Regions from separate parts of the Lactuca sativa genome. Here region 2 is linked to region 1. Evidence: chromatin contacts called from public Hi-C data. All regions are on one chromosome and are shown on one strand. The core of a region is the stretch at or near the end of the contact, and the rest is flanking DNA. Distances in the headings are between cores, read along the strand shown.

What was found. A called contact is a pair of places that touch in the nucleus more often than the background predicts.
Region 2: a contact with region 1 is called in a Hi-C map of leaf, with 3 times the contacts expected there. The contact joins the promoter of LOC111897207 here to the promoter of LOC111897258 in region 1. A contact is called at or near these places in 2 of 4 Hi-C or Micro-C datasets (bud and leaf).

What each region holds. Positions count from the first base shown.
Region 1 is chr5:184,793,345-184,801,135 of Lsat_Salinas_v11, forward strand. It overlaps LOC111897258 (protein PSK SIMULATOR 3), which reads right to left and starts at 4,028. Exons shown (of 1, transcript XM_023893219.3): 1 at 1,838-4,028. The coding sequence starts at 3,753. The coding sequence ends at 2,071.
Region 2 is chr5:185,166,139-185,173,929 of Lsat_Salinas_v11, forward strand. LOC111897207 reads right to left here and starts at 2,640. Exons shown (of 1, transcript XM_023893160.3): 1 at 223-2,640. The coding sequence starts at 2,546. The coding sequence ends at 2,247.

The sequences.
Region 1 (7,791 bases), core at 2,778-5,277:
TACATATTTGACAGCCCTAATCATGATATTAATAAAAACTTGTCGCATTTTCCCTTGGAATATTTAGTAAAAAATATTAGTGTCTTTAAGCTTACACAAAATTCTAAATCATCAGCTACCTTTAATGATATTTTTGTGAGATTTGGATCTATTATCAAAAGAATCTAATGAGTTTTAATTTTGAAATTATTATATATGTACAAGTGATATTTATTTTTTATTTTTTTAAATGTAAATAAATATATATTTTTAGTTTTTAAATACTTTTAATTTTTAATTTTTGACATCTAAAATATATGGCCATAAACATGTTCACTGTCCACCAAATTCCACCTACCCAAATTATAATATAAGCAAATTACCTTTTTGTTTTTGTAACTGATAGTTTCAAAACATTTTAAAGACTATTTTAATATGATATTAAACTATAATCATCATAATTCACTCATATTGTATCAAATCACAAAATCAAAATTACAACACAACAAATATTAAAGCAGTACATATAAAAAGTTTCAATACTATGCAACTACAACAGACCTAATTTTTTTTATCATACAACTAAAACAAACTTGTATTTGTTTCATACACCAATGAAACCCATTTACAGTATATATTTCAAAAGATAAACACTTAATAGTTAATAATTTAATTCAAGAACACATCTTCATATTAAAAAAAATATGTATCCTCAAATGCACATGTACAAATGTACTTGTATCATTCAAAACCGACAAACTTGAAACTAAAAGCTACAAACTTCACCTAAAACGATGCAATACATCTCATGAAACAAAAACATCAATTATTCATTCCATCCAACCTTGTATAAAAAAAAGAGCCTAAAATAATTACAAGATTAATTTAATCAAAGAAACAACAAAATTAAGAAAAAAAACTAGAAAACTAGACTTGTATATGAACACAAAAACAGATTAACAATAGAATTATATCATCCATAAACCACCCTCCATCCGATCATCACGACTTAATTATATAAGTTTCGTTGATGATAAGATTAAATAAAGTGAACTTGTGCAATGAATATTACAAGCTTGAGAGTGAGGAAAACACAAAATGACAAACATTATGTGACAGAAGAACCAAAGTGGGAGGCTTTCAATAGAAGCTTCTTTTAAAAACTTTTCAACAGGCTTTACCCAACATTCATATACGCATGCTCTCAATCTCATAGAAGTTGCAGCCACACCAACACCATAATCACCATGGTCACACCCATGTGGGCCCCACATCACAGTCAATAGTAATTAGTAACTTTTCTTGCATGCATCATGGGTGGTCCTAAAAATAATGGTACGGTTCAAGACTTCAAAGGTACAAAGAAATATGTATCTCCAAAATCACAACACTCAATTGACTCACTCATTCATGTCTTAAAAACATCATGTGATAAGTAAATCAGGTACACAACAGTCTGCTAGATGACTGACTGTCAACTTAGTACTCATAGGAGAGCCCAATTCATATCGGAACTGAAACACTCACACTGCGACCGCTACCTCACGTAAGAGCCTAGTGCCCACAAGGAGCTCACTACTCAGTCCACATTGGATTAAAATGTCTCACACTATGACTGCTAAGACTCGAACCCTAAATGCCACCCTCAGGGTAAAGTAACCATGTTCACAAAAACAAGTTCAAGAATCGAAATGAATGACAAAAACAACTTCATATCACCACACCATGTTTTCAAGATCAATTTTTTTTAGCTAAATTGAACAAAAATTTGGCCAAACAATAGATTATAACACAATTTACATTAGAACATGAACTTTTTGATTAAGTTTAAATTATGTACTTCGAAGGCCAAACCATATGATTCAAAACAAAGATAATTACAAACATCTACAAGCCCAAAATCTTTATATTCACATTATGTTGCACAACTTCTATCATCTATCTTTTTTTTTTCTAGTAACCCTTGAACTGGTCCCCATGCAATATCTAAATCAGATACACAGTGGCCCATTACATATCTGTAATCTTTCATTAGAGAAAGCAAAACAAAGAAACAAAACTCATCACCATGAAAAAACAATCAAGATCTCATTACTGCAATTGCCAATCCGTGCAATCATCAAAATCAAAACTACTTGCACAATCCAATAACGCGTTTTGTTGATGTTCATATCGACAAATATAATTCAACCCCACAAGAAGCTCACAAATGGCAACTTCCGTCTTTTCTCGATCTGCAAAATACAAAGTTTGCAAAAGAAGAACATTTGATTTTGAGACAATGTGTTGTTGGTCAAAGTTCCTCTCAGTTTGCCACCTAATCATGTTGTGTGCCATGGGTGCTAGCCATGAGAGTATCCCATCAAGCCTGTCTTTCCAATCGTGTGCAAGAGGAGCATCATAAATCGCTAAATTTCTTGAAAAAGACTTTAGATTTCTCTTTAAAACTAATCTTAAACTTTTTGGTAACATTTGATATAGATCATCTCTAGCTTCTTCTCCAACTAAATGAGGGTAGTGAAGTAATTTCTCAATCACGATGATAATGTTGGCATAATGTAATGCTAAAGCAGAGCCTCCAATGGTGTTGGGAGGTGGTTTCACCATTAATTTGATCTGTGGAACAGTTTTATGAATCTTTATCAAATTACCATTACACCCCTGAAGATTTGTAATCTCTTTCTTTAAGCTACTTGAAACACTACAAGAACCAGAAACATGGCTGCTTTGATCATCGGTTACTGGAATAGATACAGACCCATCGTTGAAATCGTGTAATTTTGAAGTGTTCATGGTTAAACATTCCATAAACAGTCTCTTTGGTCCCAATCCACAAGCAAAATTGAAGTCTTCGGCTTTGAAAAGATTCGTTTCCCCTTTTTTTGTTTGAATTTGTGGCTTTACACTGACTATCTTCTTCTCCACTAAACTCGAACTACAAGAACCGGTAATTTGATTCGAGTTTTGAGCAGAACTTCTAGATGAATTTAACGTGTTGCTAGATGAGAACATCTCTCTTCGGGAAATTGAATCATTGAAAACTGAAAAGATTCGAGCGTAAAGAGTACATACAGTTCTTGCTAGCATCTCGACGACTTTATCGTAAGTTTGATTCCATAGTGAAACGTTCTTCAGGTGGCGCACATCTTGGATCTGCCAAATCAATTTCTGCTCGAAGACTTTTCTGCTTTCTTCGTGCTGGTTTTGTTGGAATTTTTTCGTTGTAATCTCTAATTCGTTCAAGACCTCCATTTCTCCGTAGAGAGTGGTTGTGGAATTAACAAAGCGCTCGAATTTTCGCATCATTGCGTCCATATCCTTCACCAGGAACCCTAATTCCGTAACATCCATGGCTGCACTGACTATATCTCTGTAAACATGTTGAAATCCTTGAAGCTGAGGGATTGTGCACTTCTTGCCGAGCCTGGAGACGACGCCGGCGATGAAATTTAACTCTTCTAGCTTCTCTGAAAGCGCGAGGTCTAAAAGATAGGTCTCGTCGGAGGAGACTAGGGCTTTGACGCCATCGGAGAAGAGAATTTGGGTTTTCAACTTGGAAATCTCTGAATTGGTTAGAGATTTGTGGAGTCGAACGGTTTTTGACATCACATTGGCAACCTCAAACGAGAGAATTCCGATTGTTTCCGGTGTTTTGCTTTGAATTTCTTGTTTGTTTCTGGTGGACTTTTTGGAAGAGGGTTCTAAGAGGAGGGCATGTTTGAGATTGGAACTCACATGGCTTCCAATTTTAACTAACCAAGGCTCGGCCACCATTGTTGTATCTGCTGAGATCACCAAAACTTAGAATTATATAATAAAATCAAAAACCCACAAAATCGAGTCGGATCTAGTCAGAGTTTGAGTAATTGCATGTCATCAATGAGCAGAAATTTCTATGTAGTTCGAACGTTGTTCAAACGCGGTAACAAATTCAACTCCCTTGACTTTGTTAATGGATGAATTGTGAGATTTGGGAATTTGATTGATTGATGAAAAGTTGTTGAATTTGTGGAGTGGGGTGGGAGGGAGGGGATATTTGAAAAGGGAGATGACATTGAAAGAATTTCTAGGTGTTACGTAATACGTATGCATAAACTCATCCATTACCAATTGTCAAAATTTTCTTTTAACCTACTACACCCTCTCCCATCTCCATTGGATGTTCCCTTCACAAATTATATAATTATATGATTTAAATATGGAATAATAATTTAAAAAGGTAATATATTTTTCGATTTTTATATATTTTGTCGCTGAGTTTTTTTTCGTCCACATATACCCTTTCAACTTGTTAAACTGTACACATTTAGTCCTTATGACCGACAACTTCAGGTTAGCCAGTAAAAATCTACCCTAATAAATAAAGGTTTTTTTTTGCCACTTGTCAAACTCTTATTCAATTTGCCACATGTAATTTTATAGTAATTTTAAATTAATTTTTATTCCACTTGTCATTTTATGGGTTTTTTATTTTATTAAATGTCAAATATTATTTAAATCTAATAATAAATGCATATCAATTTCATTAATGAACTTTCCTTCTAATTTCAAAATTACTAAATTAAAGTTTCATTAATTTCCTTTATTTATTTATTTAAATTATTTGTTTAAATTTAAAAGAGAAAAAAACACTTTAATTTTTATAATTCAATATTTTTCTCATTTTTCTTATAAATTCAAACTTCTCAAATATTTTAAATTTTATATTAATTTTTTTAAATAAACCCATGTGATACATGGGTCTCATACCTAGTAACTTAATATGGTAATATATTTATCATTTTGTACACATTTAGTCATTAATATTTTTTGATGCAAAATAAATCTTTGTTGTTTTTGTACTCATTCAATACTAATGAATGAATTCATTAGGTTTTTCTCACGACATTTTACGTTGGACATTCATTAATGAGATGTTTCGAACTTTTGATGCTTATGTCCATCGTGATCTTGACTATTTGGTTGCTTATGTCATGTGTTCTGAACGTCATAACTTCTTCATACGATCTCGGATTTTAACGATATTTATATCTATGCATTCACATTTTAGTCTACTACAACTTTTGTTTAGATTACCCTTGTTAAAAAAATAACATATTTTTACTTACTATCTCACATCTAATTACTTACGATCACACATTCTGTGGATTGTTGGTTATGTATCCTTGTGTATAGGATGTTGTTGAGTTGTAGTGATCTGCTAGATTTATGTATATATCCTTGTATGATAGGACGCAACAATAGTAGTATGTTGGTTAGAGTACCAGTAGGTTGGTTATCGTCTAATGGAGTGCCATAGGAGCTATATGTAGTCATATAGGATAGCCTGAAAACTTTTGATCTAGGTTTTCTTGCATGTTCCTTGTTTGGTTGTGGCCCTAGAGTAGGATCATCTATTCGGGTGGCTATCTCACCTCTGGTTATGCATTTTATAGAGGTTAGCTGGTAGCAAAGTAGTGTGCTATGAAGGAGTAGTAGGCGATAGTGAGATGTATGATTGATAATTGTTTGTATTTTATACTTACTTGATCCTTGATTATTTATATGTTGACATATGGTTCTGGGATAGGTTGAAGCGGTCCTGCTATGTGTTGTAGGCCAAGATACCTGGTACGAGCCGGCTATAAGTCATAGGCACGGAGGCTCGAGAAGAGCGTTTGGGTTGATGCGGCATACCAACGAACCTTGGGCATTTCAGTCCGATGAGTGATTGAAACCGTTGCATGTTGGCATTCGAGTCTGATGACTGATTGGGCCAGAATATTCCAATCTGATGATTGTGGGCCCGTTATGCATGATAGTACGTTTGTTATATGGGGTATTTTGGGGGAAACTCACTAAGTTTTGTGCTTACCCACTTGTTTACGTTGTCACGTTTTATTGTTGATCGTGGGAAGGCGAATGCAGGACTGTACATACTCGTCAACAGTATTGAGGATTCCGCATTTCTTATATTACTCTGATTTTTGATAAATGTATATTGGAATAAACGATTTTTCTTAATATTGGATTTATAATTAGGGGGTTTTGCCTTATTTAAATAAGACGTTACACATAAGCATCAACATCCATACACCTCTCACCAATGATTGTCCCACGTAAGATGTTGTGAGAATAACCTAAAGAAATCATTCATAAGTACTGAATGAGTATAAAAATAAAAAGAACTTATTTTGAAACAAAAAATATTAAGGACTAAATGTGTACAAAAATATTAAGGACTAAATGTGTACAAAATGAGAAATATATTACCCTATTAAGTCATTTTTCCCGGTTAACCTGGAGTAACCGGTCATAAGGACTGAATGCGTATAGTTTAATAAGTTAAAGGGGTAAATGTGGACGAAAAAAACTCAGTGACCAAATGTGTACACATCGAAAAATATATTACTCTTTTAAGTCATAATCCCTTTAAATATCTATTGAGCTTAGGTCCACCAAATATATCAAAGATAGTTATTATTTTTTTTAAAAAAATACATCGACATTTAAAGAGTTATTGACCTTAGGTCGACGATATGTATTAGAGATAGTATTATTATTATTTAAATATATCAACACTTAACTGAGGTTTTCAAAACTTTCGAACTATAAACCATCATATCTGTAAAGTAATTCGAAATGTAGCATCCATAAAATTTTGAAAATTTTAAAATTTTTAAATAAATCCAAAACCATCGTTTATTACATATTGTTTTCAAAATAAGTTTTACATCAGAGTTTTCCCAGAAATCATATCACAAAATATGAGGAGGTGCACGATCAAGCCTTCTCCTTTCCACGATCATCTGAGGTACCTGAAACATAATAAAAAATTGTAAGCCTATAGCTTAGTGAGTCTTCCACGAAATACCACCACATAAACATAACATACAACATCATGCATAAATAAGCCTTCAGCCTGACTGGACCGCCTCGCAGGGCCTTCAACCTATCTGGACCATTCTCGAGCCTTCGGCGTGACTGGACCACCTCGCAGGGCCTACAGTCTATCCGAACCGCTCGCCGAGCCTTCAGCCTGACTGGACCGCCTCGCAGGGCCTTCACTCTATCTCGACTGCCTTGGGTCTGTTGGCCTTCAGCACAAAGCATGACCGCCTCAACCCAACCACACAAACATGTCGACATATATATAAATCATAAACATATAATCAATCAATAGGAAAGCACATATCATACATATCAATAAGCATAACATCATCCTATCTACGAGGATATCGATCTAACAGATCATAACAACATAGCAACATCCTATCTACCAGGATACCGATATAACATGTCATAACAACACTCAGTCCTAAGATAAACCAGAATAACAATCCAAAAGGGTCGGCATTGGTGCCTTTGACCCATAAGTAGAGTGAGGAAAACTCGCCTAACACGTAGTGCTGAACCGATAAAATCCAACTCCAAAACTCATCTCCGGACTCAAAAGCCTACAACCACCATGTGACCATTTCTATCAAAACCTCGAAATACCCAAAATGCCCTCAAAGTCAAACTTGGTTAACCATGGTCAAATTCAAAGTCAACAGTCAAGGTCAACAGTCCATGTTGACCCAACTCGTCGAGTGCACATATCAACTCGTCGAGTTACTACAGTACTTAGAGAAGCGGGGAAAACTCGAGCCAACTCATCGAGTTGTCAGGACAACTCATCGAGGTCCTATAGTATCCAGAGAAATAGGAAAACTCGAGCCAACTCGTCGAGTTTTCCCAGTCTTAACTATTAAACCCCTTCTTATCGATTCTAATGCCTTAAACTACAGATTTGATACCCAAGAGCTGAAATACCACGTAAAGTTACTAACT
Region 2 (7,791 bases), core at 1,390-3,889, 370 kb after region 1:
ATATATATATATATACACACACACACGTTGATTTGCTCCCACATACTCCCTAGTATAAAAGGACACTCTAAAAACTAGTCAGAAGAACTTATTTTAAAAAAGAAGTATGTATTGAAATAATAAGTGGGATGTTTGGTCCAAAATGTTTTGAAGTTGTACCACTGGTCCAAAAGGTTTCATTTGTTGTGAATTTGGTTCAAAATTATTTGAAAACATTTAAAATGACGAATTTGCACTTTGAATTTAGTTTTTTTTCTTTACAACAATTAAAAAAAGAAAACACATCTCTCTTACTGTGTGTGTGTGTGTTCGATAAACACCCAAGAACATATTCATAGATTCAAGAACATCTTTTGCTGCCACAACTATTCGACCGCCTTCCACCACCACCACCACCACCGTTTTCCACTTCTATCTCCATCCAAACTTCATCTGCCACTTCATCTCAGCCAAAAAAATTATCCCATAAACAAAACATACACAAAATTTGGGTTTGTTCTCTTAAGTTGATGAATACACACACATGAAATTATATCTCATGGACACACACACACACACACAAAATCATTTATGATGAACACATACACAAAATCAGATCAGACGTACACACACATACACATGCAATTAGATGAACACACACACACACAAAAAAAAAATCAGATCAGATGTACACACACGAAATCTTATGAAAACACACACACGAAATCAGATGAAGACATACATACACACACGATGAACAGACACACACACACACACACACACGAAATCAGATGAACATACACACACACACACCCTAAGTAAACCAGAACGGACAAGAAGCAGATCTACGTCGCCACTTTCTCAGATCTATGTCGTCGGCCCCCTTTCTCAGATCTATGTCGTTGCCCTTTTCGACGACTCATTCTTAATCGACTCCGGTAGCAAAAATCACAGGTCCCTTCACTCTCGTTTATCCTGAATAGATCAAGCTCTAATCGATCACAATCCTTCTTTCTTCTCTAGTCTATCGCAATCCCTCCCAGGTCCTGACTCGCTCTTAATCAACTCAGGCAACAAAAATCACACCAGATTCGCCCCTTCGTCTTTTCTAATCGATCATAATCTTTCCTCTTCTCTCGAATTCGAAATCATGTAAGTGTTGCTGGGTTTTTCAAAGGTGAACGGTTTTTGGGTTAAATCAAAGCATATGATGATGAGGGCAGTTCATCATATCTAAAAAAACAAGTAGTTCTTGTTCTTGAAATCAGGAAAAAATAAGTGTTTTTGAGATCTGGAAAATCGACTAGATCCAAGACTAAATCCACAATGAAGAATTTAGATTTGTGGTTCTTGGTTTCATGCTTTTTACTTAAGAACACATCTTTTTTTTTTTTTGAACTAACAGACCCATAAATCTGTATATATATAGAGAGAGAGAGAGGGAGGGTGATATTTTCTTTTTCAAGTGTTGTAAAGAAAATAAAAAAAAAACTAAATTAAAATGGCAAATTCATCATTTTAAATATTTTTAAATAACTTTGGACCAAATTCACAAAAATAAAACCTTTTGGACCACTAATGAAACTCCAAAATATTTTAGACCAAACATCCAATTTCTAACATACCCTATGGACAAAACTTGCAATTTTGAATTTACTAAGTTCAAAATGTTGTCATATCTCCAATATAAGGATGTCAAAAAGGGAAGTCCAAAATGTTAGATTTTAGATTGTTTTATGCCACGTCTAAGTGGTAATCTACAATCCGAAGTTAAATTGGTTTATTTTGAAATATAATGTTTTGGGCGTTGTGGTTATTCCGTTAATGAGAGAACATTGTGTCATCTTCTTATATTCCATATAATCATATGGTCGTTTTTTAGATTATCCGTAATATTTATAAACAAATAATGTTCATTGCCATTACACTTTATACTACTCATTAATGACGAAAACAAATATCATTAAGCTTTGTTAAATAAACAGATATCAGCATCGGTTAATTTTAACGATTTGGACTCGTATATTCTACTGTTAAACAATAAATCACTGGGTTCATCTGAATTCGTTTTACGAATAAAGTCACTGGGTTGTATTTGTATATCTCATTGCAAACATTATTACCATGTTATTCGAATCTATGATCTCTGATTTGTAGTCAAAGAAGCAACACATGCTATATGAACACGGATCCAATCGAGTTTCTTCAAATCAGAAATAAGCTCAAAAGGAAGAGAAAGAAGAAGTAATAATAATTAGGAATTCTAATCAACTCCTAAATTCAACACCACTACATACAAACGGAGGTGCCGGCTCGTAGTAAAACGGATCCGCAGGATGCTGCCACTTCTTATACACCACCGGTTTCTTTTCCGGCTCCACCACTGTATGAGCAGCTCTTCGCGACTCCTCTTTTGAACTACTACTCATACGATTAGTTTTCTCAACAGGCGATAGCAGAGGAATCGCAACGTTCCAGTTGGAGACTGGACTGATCTGAATGGACGCTGGAGCTCTTCGCTGTAACCTACTTGGCTTCCGGTTATTGGTGGATGATTTGTCGGCCATAGTTGAAGCTAAGAGTAGTGAATAAGGGCTGAGGGAAGGGAATGAGGCTTTTGAGACAGAGACGATGGGTTTGTGTGGGGCTGTGACTGCGAGTGTGGGTGATATATAGAATAGCTGAGTCAGGAGGCATGTGGTTTCCACGTTGACAAAAGCTCAAAAAAGGGAAGCCATCTTTATGGTGCGGCTTAGCTGAACTTTAAACGTTTTTTATTCATTATAAAGGTATACATGATTACACGTCCTAATAATTTATAGAGTAGTATTTCAACTTACTATCGACAATATTTTTGTGAAGAAGTAGATATGTTTTTTGTACTAATAGGCATATACATAAATCAATGGTAAATTTCGGTAAGAAATTGAATGATCTAAATATTTAATAATAGATAAAATTTCAGGATTGGTCTTAATAGTGGGAAAATGACTTACTAGGTTAATTATCTTTGGTGTTTTGTTTCTAATTAGACAATTTTTTTTCATATACATTTGACCATTTAACTTGTTATATGTGTTCTGTTATTATCATTTTTACCGACTATAAGAGATGACAATGGTAATATGTGAACATATTTAACAATTTAAATGGTTAAATGTATGTATACCACTGGATATTATCTTGGTGTCCAAGGTATGAGCTGAACAAAGAAGAAAATAACAAGAACGAGAAATTACTTGGTGAACTTTATTGCTGGAAAAAGTTAACTTTAACATCCTAAACATTAACCTTATTTATACTAATAAAACTAGAGTCCTACTCTAACACAAAAACTGCATAAAAAGAATGTTTCCTAAAATACCCCTAGAACTAAATTGTCCCAGATTTCCTATTGTGATAAATCGATTAATCCAACAATCACACCCTTAATGGGTTTGTCCACACCTATCACCTACAACTGTGTTTCTTCGCCATTAACCACCGACGAACACCACCACATTCACAACCTTTGTTCACCGTCGACCTACCGGATGCTTCGCCTGCAAAACCCGTCGACAACAGTTGCTTTAAGCAACACCATGTTCATCATTTGAATACCGAGAGCCACCTGCTATCATCATCACCGAACCATACACAATCTTGTTGTACCTTGTTCCAGTAACATGTTTTACCAAGGCAACAACCACCGCGATTCTCGACCTTTCCCAGACACCCGACCTTCACCTCAGTCACGTACAAAGTCCTCCAAACCTTTTTATTTTTCACAACACACATAACATGTAACATGACATCCCGTTGGATACGTTCATTACAATCTAGACTTTCCCAAATTCACGACCTCTCCCCGGCCACATCTAAAGCCATCCGATTTGAATTTCTACCGCCATAATGTTCACAACGTGTTGTTTGTCTATTCCCTTCTTGTCTTGACTACCATCCCTTTGTTGATCAATCATATTCCGAGAGATTCTTCCACCGAACTCCCTCGGTTCAACTGTCACACATATGTCGTGTGCATCCATAATCGCCTTGACATTGATTTCCCACACTGGATAAACCGTTGGAGTCAAAATCGGAATTTGAAATTTCATCGAACCTCCTTTAACCAACAACATATTATTCTCCTTTTGACAACCCCGACCTAATCAAACTTGTTCCGAGAGCACTTTTCCACCGAACAACAAAACAAGGTCACGACCACCTTTACCATCTTCCGTCACCCGCAAAACGAACTGAATCAAATGCACCCACTTTGACATCTTCCGTTTCGTTTATTCTGCGACTCCGGTTACTCTCTTTTTACCTTAGAACAAGCCCGATCAAGAAAAATCGGGGCTGTTGTTGAGATGCTTCAACTCGTGCTAAAAAACAATCAACACCCCTTTAAATTGAACTTGGTTCCCGTTGTGTTTTCCCCGCGACGAAAGACTACAATTTTCTTGAAAACGACTCTCAAATCGGCCGCCCTACGTCTTCACGAGCCCTAGGCTCTGATACCGTATATAGGTATACCACCTGATATTACCTTGGTGCCCAAGGTATGAACTGAACAAAGAAGAAGAAAATAACAAGAACGAGGAATTACTTGGTGAGATTTATTGTTGGAAAAAGTTAACTTAAACATCCTAAACATTAACCTTATTTATACTAATAAAACTAGACTCCTCCTCTAATACAAAAACAACATAAAAGGAATGTTTCCTAACATACACCTAGAACTAAATTGTCCTAGATTTCCTCTTGATAAACCGACTAATCCAACATCAAATATGTATAAAAAAAGTTGCATAAATCTAAACAAAACAAAAAATTAATTACCCTGATAAGTCATTTTCCCTATTTTTAATAGCGATTTTCTTTTTCATGTTTGTTTGTATTATTTTTTTCAAAAGTTATTTTTAAAGTATCTATAATGTCTCAAATACTAATTAAATATTGATCAATTCTAAACCTGACTTTTTAATTATTAAATATGTTTTTGTTTTGTGAAATATTTTATATAGCCTTATATATATATATATATATATATATATATATATATATATATATATATATATATATATATATTCTTTTGTTTTTAAGCATATACAATATTTTTAAAATAAATAGTATCTAACAATAAAATTAAATAAATTAAATATATAACAATAAGTTGTGTCAATTTCTAACGTGCTTTGTTGGCATGTTTTGTATTGTCTATGTCTTTTCTTAGTGTGAATTGATTTAGGTCTGAATTCGCACATTATGTATTCTTAAGTTAGCAATTTATCTGTTGGTTTAAGATTCCTTTTTGATGTTCCTGTGAAGCCTATATAAAGGAACGTGAATTAGTGGAATGGGTCATAGTTTTGGATAGAATAGTTCTTTATTATATAGAATTTTTTTGTTGACTCATTAATGAAAGTGAAATCTTATTTACCTTGTGTGTTCTTGTGATCTCTTAATTGTTTGAATCTTGAATCTAATCGTTCCATTAATTGGTATCAGAGTGGGAGATCAATTGAACTTTTTCAAATCTCAGTGTTGTCGTTATTCATCGTGTTTTTCCAAATTTGTTCATCGAATTGTAGATCTATTCTGCATTTTTCAAATCCCTTTGCATTTTGATCATTAATTCCTTGCTTGAATCTTTTGATTTGATTCTAAATCTCTATTTCAAGATCTTGGATCGGATTCTTGTTTCATTTCCTTCAAAATATCAAAATAGGATTCACACTTAATTACGTTCAAGCTACCAAGTAGTATCAGTTCTACATCGAGAATTCCTATTCTATTCCCTTAAGAATATGAAGGTTGGGTTCTTCACTTTGAAGATTATGTTCTAGGTACTGAAACTCATGGATCTAGAATTTGGCACAAAATCACAAAAGAAAAACATTCATGTATTCAAAGATGAAGACTGAAGTCAGAACTCAAGACGATTATGACACGTTTGTTGATGATGACACTAAAATTGATTCTGTTGAGAAAGTCAAATAGATGTGTAACCTGAAAGCATTAAGAATCATAAGGTTTGCTCTTCCTACAGACACTTTTTGTTTGGTCAGTTCATATCAGACTGTAAAAGAGATATGGGTCAGATTGAAAGAATTATATTTTGGAGAAGTTGATCTCAATTCTTTTGAGTAAAAGTACGATGAAACTATTGAACAGACAGTCAATCAATTTAATCATCTTTTAATCTGTATGCTCATACACAAATTCAAAAGATAAGTTATTGAAAAAAAGTTGAGGTTCATGATTAGTTTGAGATCGAAATGGAAGTCGATTGTTTCAACTGTTAAGGTTAATGAATAATTTAGGAATTATTCTCTTGCACAAATGGTAGGTATACTGAATTCTCATGAAGATGAAGTAGTGAAGGAAGAAAAATTGGTGACGAGTTTTGCTTCATTAGCCCTAGTTACAAAAAGTGAAAACTAAAAAAAAAAAGACAAAGATTATGGTTGAAGATTCCGAATCTGGTATCTCAAATGAGGAGCTTACAAAAGAAGATAAAGTTTTGATGGTAACTAATCGACATAAATTTTTCAAAAAAAAACTACTCTCGTTTCAAAAATAACAACAAAAACGAATCTGTTGGAAACAATTACAAGAAAGGAAGTTCAAACTCTAAAAAATCAAGAAGTGAAATGTAATGCTCGGTTCCATGTATTTATTATTTAGATCCTTTTTATTAATTTATGTGCAAATTTTGTCCTAGGGGGTGAAAGTGTAACTTTTAGGGGGAAGTAAGTATGTTGGGCGTACTCTTAGTACATTGGGCGTACGCTGTCCAGGGACAAATCCTAATTTTTAGGGTTTGGACCCTATTTTAGCATCATTATGGACTCAAGACCTTTCCCCTCATCAACTTCCTTCCCTCTAAAGATACCCCACGAAACCCTAGCCATTTTGGTGTATTCTTGAACTTCTGGTTGAGTTTTGGCCCTTTTTGGTGCATTAGAAGAAGAAGAGACTTGATGGTGGTGCATTTTTGGAGTTGGAGACCCAAGATCCGGAGTTATCTTCTTCATTGGAATCTTCTGGAGGTAAAAATTTCTTACCTTGATGGTTCTTTTGTTAATATCTCATTAATGGGTAGATTTAGGAGCTTTTGGTCCCATGACCTTGGTTCTTGGGAGTATGGGATACTCTAAAACCTTAGGGTGGCATTTCTTAATAGATCTAATGTCCTTGAAGCATAAAAATCGAGTCTTGGTGGTTTTGTTTCAACCATGCATGAGTTGTGGACCTTTGTAAGGTGTTTTGGACCTAGGGTTTCGTATTGGGTCCTTGTGAGCCATGCAGTTGGTAATGTCACTAACTTTATGGATTAAGACATCATTTGAGAGTAGATCTGAAGTTTGGACATACGTATCAGTACATTGTGTGTACTTTGGTGGTACGCGTTGCATACTTGCCATTTGGACTTTTAGGCTAGTTGGGCCATTTTGGGGTTTTGGGATTTCATATTTAGGCCTTAAAAGGGAAGGGTAAAATGGTATTTTACCCTAGGATTCAGGAGTAAAGACTTCGAATCTCAGATATGATTTACGCCCTAATTATTAATTAGGATGTTATTTGATCATATTTAATACCGAGATTTCACAAATTAGTAGCCTGAACATTTACCTAGTTTTCCAACAGATTGAGGTGAGTCTCTTCACTGTGTTTGACGGGTCGAAGGCACTAATGCCGACCCATGGATTATTGTTATATGTATTCTAGTTGTCTGTGTGCAATTGCATGTGTGTATGTATTGTATGTAGGCCGGGCGGGACCCGATGCCAGGCGTGGCCTGATGGGTGTGTTTTCGGGGCCCATCAT